2 separate regions of the Rattus norvegicus genome follow, and region 1 is linked to region 2. A link is a contact called in public Hi-C data. All regions are on one chromosome and are shown on one strand. Each heading gives the region's core, a stretch centred on a gene start, on an enhancer-like site or on the middle of the called end of the contact. The rest is flanking DNA. Distances are from core to core; before and after follow the strand shown.

What was found. Hi-C and Micro-C count contacts between places; a contact is called where the count stands out from the background.
Region 1: a contact with region 2 is called in a Hi-C map of liver, with 4 times the contacts expected there. The contact joins the promoter of Glrx5 here to the promoter of Dicer1 in region 2. A contact is called at or near these places in 4 of 12 Hi-C or Micro-C datasets (frontal cortex, kidney, liver and 1 more).

What each region holds. Positions count from the first base shown.
Region 1 is chr6:129,749,826-129,755,722 of GRCr8, reverse strand. Glrx5 (glutaredoxin 5) reads right to left here and starts at 2,529. Exons shown (of 2, transcript NM_001108722.1): 1 at 2,216-2,529. The coding sequence starts at 2,498. LOC134479255 (a long non-coding RNA gene) reads left to right here and starts at 2,893. Exons shown (of 2, transcript XR_010052351.1): 1 at 2,893-3,268; 2 at 4,408-4,589. It also overlaps Scarna13.
Region 2 is chr6:129,455,075-129,460,694 of GRCr8, reverse strand. It overlaps Dicer1 (dicer 1 ribonuclease III), which reads left to right and starts at 3,443. Exons shown (of 27, transcript NM_001427215.1): 1 at 3,443-3,788.

The DNA.
Region 1 (5,897 bases), core at 1,280-3,779, 300 kb before region 2:
ACCCCCTTGCCCTCTGGCATACTTGACTATAGACAAAAACCTCTTGAAAGGCTCAACCTGGCTAGGCCCCCCCGGAGCGGGCGATGATGGGGGGGCACACTCTCATCAGTCTGAATGTCAGCCCTTCCACTAACCTTCATTTTTCTAAGCTACAGGAGGCTCATGTTTAATTATTTGGAGAACACACTAACAAAACTAACAAGCCAGTGAAATGAAGGCTTGAAGCTGGGCACAATGGCTCTCCGGCACCAGCACTTGAGCAATAGGAGGAACAATGCAAGTTCTGGGCCAGCCTAATCTTCACAGTGAGTTCTAGGCGAGCTTGGCTAGCCTGTCTAAAAAAGAAGAAAAATAATAAATAAAATTGAGTAACAACAACAACAACAAATATCAACAACAACAACAAAAAAGAGCTAAATTCTTGTGTCATCTGAGCACCTAATGGTGAGAGACCAGGCACGTGAGGTGGACGACAGAGCAGGTCCTGATACTCGTTCTCAGATTGGTTGTCCCCGGTGTATCTTCCCTCCAGTTACACTAAACAGGGGAACATAAATCCTAAGCCAAAGCTCCTCAGACCTCATATTAAGCAAGATATCCACAGTGTAGCGTCTGCTAAGAGCCACACTGGCGGGGTGACCGCAGGTAGGTAGGTCCTAGCTCCGAGGCTGCAGAGTAGCTGCTTATCTCCCCCCTGCAAGGAGCCACCTCTGACCCAAAGCCACAACGTGCCCTGGGCCAGATAACCCCAGAGCCTCACAAGCAGCCAAATGTTAGCTGAGGAGGAAAACACGGGGTTCAGAGCACAAGGCACGTCTGGCCATCATCCCTGGTAGCACTCGTTCAGTTGCTCTTTCTCTGCTTCACCCCAGAGCCACGCCCATCAAAACCATCCCAGGGAACTAATGTGGGGTCAGCCACGAAACACCATGGAAAGCCGTCAGGTTTAATAATAAAGTTGCTGCCACTTAGTGGGTGCCTCTCGGGCCAGAGAGGATGGCATTATATACAGTATGGAAGGGAAAGGAGGAATTCCCACAATGCAGTGCAGTCTGGCTTTGAACTGGTGATCCCCCTGCCTCTGCCTGCAGAGAACTGGGGCTACAGAAGTGAGTTTCTATGCCCAGCTATAGTTTTTATCGTCTCTCGTTTCCTCACGGACTCTGCCAGGTTCAGGGTCATAATTCTTCATTTTACTTATGGCTGTGCTGCAGACCAATCACAGACCATTCCAAAGCAAACCTGATCTCCACAGCCCCAGCCTCAAGAAGAATGACCATACCACGATGAATAGCTATAATTAGTAATTTCAAACGCTGCATACTCCATTCTCATAGAAAAGGCTCCTTTCAGCAGTGACCAAACCAGAGCACCAGGTCAGTAAGAAGACTGGGGGGATTTCTAGAATGCGGGGTTCCCCAGATACCACTGAAGGAGGAGCAGGGAGAGGGGAGAGGGCAGCTTTTTCATTACTCGGCCCACCCTGACCAATTCTTGCCAAGGATCAGGACCAAATCCCTGGCCTTTCTCTTCCCCTGCTCAGAGTAAGCAAAAGACTGAGAGAAAGGATTTCAACTAGACTTCAGGACTCAGTCTCTTTGCCTTGGGGTTAGTGAAAAGCAACAGGTTTGGCTGTTCTGCTCTCTGCCCTTTGGCCCCCAACCTTGCTGCAGTTCGGGGGTCAGAAGTCTTAGTGGCTTTCTCTTCCCGCTGTGTCTCTACCATGTTCACACAGGGTTCTTTGGTGCTACAGTCCCTAAAAACCAAAGTCCGTGTCTTTCCCAACGTTGAGTCCAGCTAGACTATGGTGAAACCTCTGCGGCAAGAAGACAGTCCCTGACCCTCGGTGCCTTAAACATTAGAGGTCAGCCTCTGACCTCGTTAGGCACACACAGGCAAGCCTGAGACCTCCTCCCTACATAGGCGGCATCAGTCCCTCACCTAGCAAGTAGGCTGCTGGCTTCCAAGCCCTCCAAGTGTCCCCAAGGTACTCGCTGTGAGTCCCCCTCTCAGACAGCCAGTCCCCAATCTACCTGTTCTGACGGATCACGCTTCGGACTACCCCACACCTATGCAGCCAGGAACATCTCTCCCCGAGAGGGGCCGAGGCGAACCCTCCCTCCGCCCAGGTGGCTTCGCAACTAGGGAGGGCCCTTACTCCTCGAGATCTGCTCAAGTTCACCGCGCCCTCGTCGCCAGGTCCCACGGGCCTGACCTTGCCTCAGCTCCGGGTCCTCCAGCACGTTGTAGGCCGCATAGTCGCGGACTCCGTGCAGCCGCAGGATCTGTACCACGGCGTTGCTGAAGCCGCACTGGGGCTGCTCGGGCGTCCCCTTGAGGAACACCACCACCTTGTCCTTCTTCACCAGCGCGTCCAGCTGCTCCGCCTGGCCGCCCGAGCTTGCTGCCCGCACGCCGGCTCGGGGCAGGACTCCGCCACCCGCGCCGCGCCCCCAGCGGAGCAGAGCCGCGGCCGCCCGGCTCAGGGACGCGCTCATGCCCGCTCGCTGATCACCGCTTCTGCGGCCACCCGAGGGCTTACAGAGCCCTTGGTGTCCGGCCGGCCCACTGGAAGTTCTCATTGGATAGGCTCTGGGATGAGTCTCGTGATTGGACAATACTGGCTCAATTCCACCAATCATATCGCTTACACCGTAACGGTGGGCCTTCCCTGGGAGCCGCATCCTACAGGCTTGCTAGTGAGCCTGGACGACCACTTTGCGTGTTGATTGGACAAACTGGACGTCCGTCAGTAAAGGACAGCAAGAGGTGTGACTACAGGAAGACGGCTTTCCTCCAGCGTGCGTTCGAGGCCTGCAGGGAAAAGCCAGGATGACAGGGCAGGCGCAAGGCGGGGCTTCTGCCGCCCGCGGCACGCCGGGAAGGAATCACGTCAGACGCAGTTTCCGGTTCCGTTTGCGGCGACTGATTTTTAAGGTAATGCGGTCCGATAGTCCTGCGAAGGCGTGCGCCAGAGAGGTGGTGGGCCTTCACGCATCACTAGCTGAGGTGAGCCGCCAACTTGGCGTATACTGACCAGCCTCGAACCCGCCATGCACGTGGACAGCCAAGCCGTGTGCTGCTGCCTCACGTGGAGTCTTCCTCTAGAATGATCTTTTAGCATAAAAATATCATTATTGTGTATGTATGATCTATGTGCATACACCTGCCACAGCGTGTGAATAGAAGTCAGAAGACAACTTTGTGTGGTCAGATCCCTACTTCCGCCTATTATAAAGGATCCAGTGATGGAACTCTGGGGTGCAGGGTAAGTCCCTTGACACTCTGAGCCATCTCCCTGGCCTCTAGAATGATGTTCTTATCCTACAAACGTGTAAAGTACTCTAGCTGTGGGACGGCTGTCTTTGGGGTCTCGGTGACCCTTCTGCCCACATAACCCCCTGTTGCTGGGGTCAGGACCGTTTATTGAAAGAACTAAGAAATTGGAGGTTGCTGAACCCTGTGACCGTTGTCTGCAAAGTTCCTTGCCTACTAAGAGGCTGAGATAAGAGGATCTGTTGAACTCAAGATTTCTAAATAAACCTGGGCCATACAGCAAGATCTTTTAAAGAGGAGAAACAGAAAGTATGAGGATATAGGTCAGTAGTAGGTCGCTTTCCGAGTGTAAGCGACGTCTGAGTTCCACCCCCATGCATACAGACAGTAATAAAAGAGAGTGTTCTGTCAGTGATGATCGCCCATGGGTAGAGCGCTTGCACATCTGGGGACGGTGCAGAAGAATAAGCAGGCTAGTTGTTTGCTTTGCCCTCTCCATTTTATATATTGCTTGGCATGTACTTCCCCTTAGAACAGAGCCCCAGACATGGTCGGTGCTCACACTGGTAGCACGGGGATCCAGATCCTGGCCAGCAGGACTCAGTGGCCCTCTATCTAATCTGTAGTCTTGGACCTGCGCTGGGTTGGTGGTACCCTCGAGCACACCAGACTTGCAGAAAAAGCATACTCCAGAGGAAGCTGAGGCATGCCTGCTCGAGAGCCAGCGGTTCCATGTGCAATTTTCCTCTGATAAATCCTGGGTACTGTTGCCACGGTGATAATGACTGTGCCGTGTCATTGTCGATCCACCAACAGTCAGAGAAGCTTTGCAGTCAAGATATTGTTTAGCAGACGGAGCGGTTTCTGTTGGACACTAAGTGCTGCTACAAGACCTCGAGTTACTAACGGTGTTGCTGGAAGTGGCCCGTTTGCACCTGGGGAGTGAATGTAAAAATCAGAGAGTGTACACACATGACCCGTGGAGCCCGCTAGGTCGAGGCTCCGCTGGAAACCCGAGCCACGGGGAAACTGAAGACAGATGGGAACCGCCTAGCGGATTCCTTGTCGTTGTGTTGAGTCCTGTTCCTTTTCTGATGGCAAGCCCCAAACTAAAACCTTGTTCTTTCACAGATTCCAGACACCGTACAAAGATGTTTGCAAGAAAAGCAGAGGTAAAAATAGCTGCTCCAAAAGTCAGACACCTGTGTGGGTTAAGTCACCCCAGCATCCGGGAGCTTTTATTCATTCTTACATTGCTGTAAGTAGTTTTAAATAAATAAATAAATAAATAAATAAATAAATAAATAAAGGAAGCCGTGTGTCTGGTTTTCATTCTTACATCGCTGTAAGTAGTTTTAAATAAATAAATAAATAAATAAATAAATAAATAAATAAATAAGGGAAGCCGTGTGTCTGGTTGGCTTTGGTGCTCCCTGGGTGAAGGGGAAGAATTTGCAGACTGTTCTGGTGACCTGGACGCAGAGCAGTGGTGATAAACAGCATGCTGCTAACTATTAGTAGTAACAATATTCCTGGCCAAAAAAAAAAAAAAAACAAAAACCAGCTTAAGGGAGTAAGAATCTCACGGCTTGAGGATATAGACTTTGTCTCACAGCTTGAGGGTATAGACTTCATGGCAGGACAGACAAGCCGGCTGGTGCCTGTTGCTGCTGGTCCCACAGCATCCACAGTTGATGCAGAAGAGGAAAGCTGCTGTCCAGCTGATTCCAAGTCCCCACCCTACAGGTCAGCGGGTCCTCTCCCTACTTAAACCCTTCTGGAAACATCCTCATAGACACATCCTGAAGAGTTCTCATGATTGTAAATCCTGTGGAGGTGTCAATAGCTGACTTTATGTACAGTTAGTTGGCCTAGGAAAGATTTTTCTCTTTAAGTCATCAGATATCTAATACAGCTGTCGTGTGACATTAAAGTGAGCAGGTGGGAAGATCGCTGAGCCCCATGTTTCAGAAATGCAGCTCTGGCACTGCTGGGCATAGTGACACACGCCTTTGATCCCAATACTTGGGAGGTATAAGCACGTGGATCTGAGTTCAAGGCCAGCTCAGTCTACAGAGTGAGTCCCAATCCAACCAAGGATACACAATTTTAATAAAGCTATCTTAAAGTATGTGTGTGGTGTATAACACTGCTTTGGAAAGCTTTAGAAATCTTAAAACGAATGTGAAAAAAGTACACTTCTAAAGCGGTCGTCAGAACTGTGCTCTGAACAACTTGTGTATCGCCGTGACGTGTATCCTCAGCGGGGAAGCGGGATGGGAGTTTGCTTTCAAGGATCCTAGGATTTGGGCAAAACAACGTAGTTGGACCCCAAAATTCACCTTGGGAATATGTGACTCAGGCATCTCACAGTGTCTCTCCTTCCCTTGCGTTCAGACGAGGCTTTTCTATATCTAGTAAAAAGTGTTCTTTTCTGTTCACCTCCCAAAGCACCATGAAGCCAGTGAGAATGGCGATGGAATCTTCGTCTTCTGTTTCTCAGCCCCAGACCTACCAGAGTGGGGACTGTGGAGCTGAGTGGGCTCCAGCCCCTGCCCCCTTTCTTTCTCTGACACCCAGTGCCACCACCATATGTCCTTTACAGTAACCAGCTTTAAGAA
Region 2 (5,620 bases), core at 2,194-4,693:
TATTAAGAGACACTAGGAAACCATTCAGGCTAATACATGCATGGAACCCTGTGTGGTACCCATCCCACCCCCACTGGGCTGTGGCTATTTACTGCATGTCCAGCTGCTGGCCAAAGCAGACACTGTCCAGCCAGGACTTTGGCCATGAGGCACACCCGTCTGTGCTCTGTCCATACTGCATAATAATGAAGACTGGGGTCTGCATGCCACTCTCTGAAGGGACATTTTCTTAGGAACATTTCCTGCTATACCTATACTTTCAACTTGAAAATTACGTTGACAAGACGGAGGCTGACTCTAGTGGGGTGCATCCTGTGATCTCCTCCCGTGACAGCTGACTTCATCTGGGTGAGATAGCATCTGCTGGATTGCTCTCTTGTAAAGTTATTACTTTCCAAAGAATTCATAGAGAATCCGCTTTAAGATCTCTCGTGTCTAGTTCAATGTCAGATCATTGCCCTGACACAGCTCCTCCTAAACTTATTCTGTGGTAAGGAAGAGCTTTCTCTCCTCTTTTTGGATCAGTGTGGAGACACGAGGGGAAAATCAAAGTTAGCTCACAGAAAATGCACCGCACAGGGTGTCGTACCGTTGCTTAATGTGGCTTGGGATACCAGCTCTGAGATTCCTGGAGATATAAATAAAATGTGGAATCTAGTGTCTCTAGCCACCACCCACTCTCCTAAAGTCGAATCACCACATGAAAGAACACACAACACAATAACCTCTGATCCAATTGATAAGATATAATTGCCCACCTAAGCATACAAGGCCCGGTACCATCCATCCCTTAAGAACATTCATAACAACCTGTAAATACAGAGTGGAATCTTAACGTCAGCCTCCATGTTCTCTCTGCCACGGCTTCTCTCCTAGTCTCCTCCTGTCTCTTCCCCCTCCCTCAAACTTTTCTCCCGCCCATCCTTCCTTCTCGCCCAATGACAGGCCTCGTTCTATCCTGTACCGGCCTTCACCTGTATTTTATGAATTAAATGGGGAGAAGGTTCTGGTGAAATCACGTGAGTCCTGAGTATGTGACTGGGCAGCCGTCCTTGGGGCTGGCCTTGGTCTGTGATTTTGCCTTCTTAACCTTCTCCTCACACTGGGACAGTCCAAGCCCATTTTTTTTTTTTTTTTTAAAGACAGAGCCGAGTGGTGGTGGTGCACGCCTTTAATTCCAGCACTTGGGAGGCAGAGGCAGTCGGATCTTTATGAGTTCAAGGCCAGCCTGGTTGGTGTACAGAGCAAGTTCCAGGACAGCTCAAAACAGATGGACCATATTGCCCTCAAGTTAAAGAGAAAGATAAATAAATCAGAAACATCTGCTAATGGACAAGCCTGGTTGGTCTTTTAAAAAACTATCTTTATTTTTGTGATGTGTATGTGTTGGGGGTTGGGGGTGGGGGATAAGAGGATAACTTTGAAGAGCCAGTTCTGGTTCCACCTTTGTGGGGTTCTGGGATTTGATCTCAGGTTTTTAGGCTTGCAGTGCAAGTTCTTTTACCCACCGAACCATCTTGCTGGCTTTGAGCTGGTCCTGAGGGACTATGGAAGGACAACAGGAAGGAACATCAATTTTATCCACCCATAATTCTGCTGCCAGTATCCGTCATCATTACCCTATACCTTCACCAGATTCCATGCTGCTTTATTTATAAAGGACCAATTTCTCCTTTTTTAAATTTATTTATTTATATTATGTATGTGAGTATATTTTGTTTTAAATTTCTTTCTTCAATTTTTAAAAAGATTTATTTATTTATTATATGTAAGTACACTGTACCTGTCTTCAGACACACCAGGAGAGGGCATCAGATCCCATTACAGATGGTTGTGAGCCACCATGTGGTTGCTGGGAATTGAACTCAGGACCTCGGGAAGATCAGTCAGTGCTCTTAACTGCTGAGCCATCTCTCCAGCCCAAGGACTAACTTCGAAAACCCTGTATGTCTTCACTAGGAAGAGCTATTGCCCATAGTACTTTAACACATCACAAAGATGCTTGTGAACATGAACAGCCAAAAACATTTATTTCCTCATTTACCCATGGCTGAAGGTCAAGCTAACTCATGATCAATACATGACCAGAATTTGAGCACAGGACTGAATGAGCACACCTGCTTGGGAGACAGCATAAGATTCAAGTCTCAGATGTTCACATCCTAGCTGCAGAGTAAGTGGAGTTTAAACCATTTTTTTCTTTAAAATGGGAGTCATATAAGGTGTACAGGCCTATGAGCTTTAAATTCAACGCTAGTCCACGGAGCTTAAAAATTTCGAGTGCTCACACAGTGGTTCTCAAACCTGTTGGTCTCGATCTTTTGAGGGAGGGTTCAAACGACCCTTTCCTCGGGGTCACCTAAGACCACTGGAAGACATATTACAATTCATTATAGTAGCAAAATTGCAGTTATGAAGTAGAACGAAAATAATTTTATGACTTGGGGGCGGTCATCAAAACTTGAGGAATTGCGTTATTGGGAATGTTGAGAACCATTGCATTTACAGGAATAGACGGGGCTGGGGAGCTGGCTCAGAGGTTAGGAGCCTCCTGTCGTGAAATCATGAGGATCCGTGCCGCGCATCTCACACACAATCACAGACACACAAATAAATAGATGAACGTATCTTAATTTTTATAAAAAGCCGGGTATGATGGCACACACCAACTGAGAGGCGGAGGCAGTTGGATCTCTGAGTTTGAGGCCAGCCTGGTCTACATAGCGAGACCAGCTTTCAAAATAATAGTAATAAGAAAATGAAACAAACGACACTAGTATTTATTCTAATAAACAAACCACTACAATTTGTTAAAGATTAACCTTAATTCGGAGAGGTAACAAGCACTATGTGGAACTGGTGGCCATCCAGTTGGATACACTTCAGATGGACAGCGAAGTGCTTCCAGGGGCGGAGAGAAGCCCAGGGCTAGAACTGTCCATTCTTCACCTGGAATACAACAGTCTATCCGGAAGTCCTTTCCAAGATGCATGGAGGTCGGGGAGGCTACACTAAGATGGTTTTCTTTAAGTCGGTCTCTTTATTCCTTTGAACTCAGCAAGCTCAGCCTTAGCAAATCTGCACGCCGAGGGCATTTTAAATTGGTTTTGAGGGATGGCCAAAGGGCCCAGTTCTGAGGACTCAAAGAACGTTGCAATGGGGTTTGCGGCTGGGGGCGATGGGTCTGCGAGGGTGCCATCATCCAGGAGAGAGAGTCGCCAGAGCCGGGAGGCTACTCTAGACCAAGCCCGGACCGGACTTGGTACAGGACTCCAGCCCGCCGGCTGGCTGACTGCGTTACAGAGCTCGGTCTTCGCATTGGGCCTCATTCACCGCCTCGGACTGAGTCCGCTGTCTCCCAGCTCCTGAGTGGCTGGAGGGTCGGGATTAACCTTTCACCTCCGCGCCCCGACCAATCACAGGACGGCTTTCATGCGGCCGCAGGGCGAGCAACCGAGGGGGCGCGGAGCGGCGGCGCGACGCCGGTGGGATTCTCCAAGCCGCTGTGCGCCGTCGCCGCGGGCCGAGCGCGGGCTGCGGGCGAGCAGGGCGCTGCGCAGTCTCCGCAGGCGCGGGCGGGAGGGGTCGGGACGCGGCGCGGTGCGGTGCGGGCGGCTCCGGGCCCAGGTGAATGGAGTAACCTGACAGCGGGAACGAGGCGACGGCGAGCGGCAGGAAATGGCGGCGGCGGCGGCGGCGCCGGGCGGCACCGGGAGGCCTGGGCTGTGACGCGCGCGCCGGAGCGGGGTCCGATGGTTCTGGAAGGCCCGCGGCGCCCAGTGCTGCAGGTGAGGCGGGCTCCCGCTGGGCCGCTTTGTGTCCGGGCCCGGGGAACAGCAATGCACGGCCCGCCTCTTGCGCCAGGCCCGCGCGGGCGCCTGGAGCAGGCCGCGACGCCGAGCCCGGGTAGATGAAGGTCCACGCGGGCCTCTCCACGTCCCAGCCCTGGGAGGAGCGGGCTTTGACAGGTCCCGTTCCGCGTTCGAAGCCCGGGAGAAGACAGGAGGTATCCACGCGGGCCGGCGTCCCGGGAGCGACCCGGGCCTGCCAAATGGCGCTGGACCCCTGGATGTCTCAGAGGATCAGGAGGGGGACAAGGCCTCCGCGAGGTGCGGGCTGGAGCCCTGGGAAGGATTGTTGTGTGTTTATTGGCAGGTGACCAAAGCTGGCCCTAGGGGGTGGGTGGCTCAGGCTGTGTTTCGTGCCCCTCCCCTTTCTGGTCGCTGTGCCTTTAAGGGGCTTTCGTTTGGCCAAATCAGTGTACATTTCAAGTTAACAAACCAAATTGGTGTGGATTGCCTAGCAGAACTGAGCTGCCCTTATGACTTTGCCTGCAGGACAGCGCCAGTGTTCTGAAGACTTGCCCAAATGGATGGATGAATGATTGGGAGTCTGTGATCTATATGGACCTTGCCTTTATGAGTAGAGTTGTGGCTAAAGGGTTAATTACCGATATATGATGACCTAAGTATTATGATGCTCAAGTGTTGAAAGACATCATCTGCTGAAAGAGACTTACTTGGGACTTCCTGAGTTTCCGAATCTTTGCAGTCTTGGTTGTCAGTTTTCTGAGGAGCCTCACAGTGTGCCAGTAGAAAAGAATGCAATTCAAGAGTTAAGAAACTTGGGAAATGTTTTTTCAAACCTGCTGTAAAATAGGATCACTGAGTTGGAAATTCATTGGTATAAACATTGTTTTCTAGGTAAAAATTTTCATTGTAACCAAAGTTTTACTAAAAGGGGAATTCTGGGTAAGGCTTGTAGCAAATGGTAGTTTGGACACTTTTGGAAATAATCTTTTTGATATCTTGGGAGACTGAGTTGTGGATAATCTGTTTCTCTTTTTAGGCTACCTGTGAAATGTGCAGTGTAAGAAGTGCACACATGCTTACGGTTGGAGTGTACTGAACTGTCAGCACCAAGGGCAGCTTTTAATGATCAGTGTGGTAGCTTAAGTCTGTGAATTTACTCGTGGTTCCAAAAGATGTCTCGGTTGGCTTTAACTGGGTGATAAAAGACCTTGCAACTACATTAGTAATGTGGTTGTCTTTATGGCCCTCGCAGGGCACTGCATTTTGGCAGCGTTTCTGGGTAGGAGTTGTATAGCTGGGCTGTTTTGTCTGTTGTTGACCTATCTTGTTTTGGTTTTAGAAGTATTTTGGTGTCGTTCATTTTTGTCTTTCTTGACCCCAGGAAGTTTCTGCCTCAGCCTCTGGGGTACTGGGATTACAGGCCTGACACTCTTGGTTCTGATTGGAGAGTGGTTTTGTGGTGGCATGTATGTCTAGGTGTAACTCTGCTTTCCAGGGGGGATAACCTTTATAGCATTGTGTCACACTATTGCCATATCTTCCTCTTTGCCACTGTCTGATGCTGTGAGCTGGAGATGTCAGTTGAGAGGGTGGGTGTGCTCCTTAAGGATTTCCTCCCTGCAGCCTACATAGGCTGATCTTTGGAGAGAAGGAGGACATTTGGGAACACTCATCAGTCTGTGCCAAGATGTGTCAGGCTCTTTTCACAGAGTCTCATTGAATTCTCAGTGCCTTCATGCAGCGTCCTTCTTCCTGGTTTTACACACGAGGGAAGTGAGACTCTGATGATTGCTTCAGACTGTGAGTCT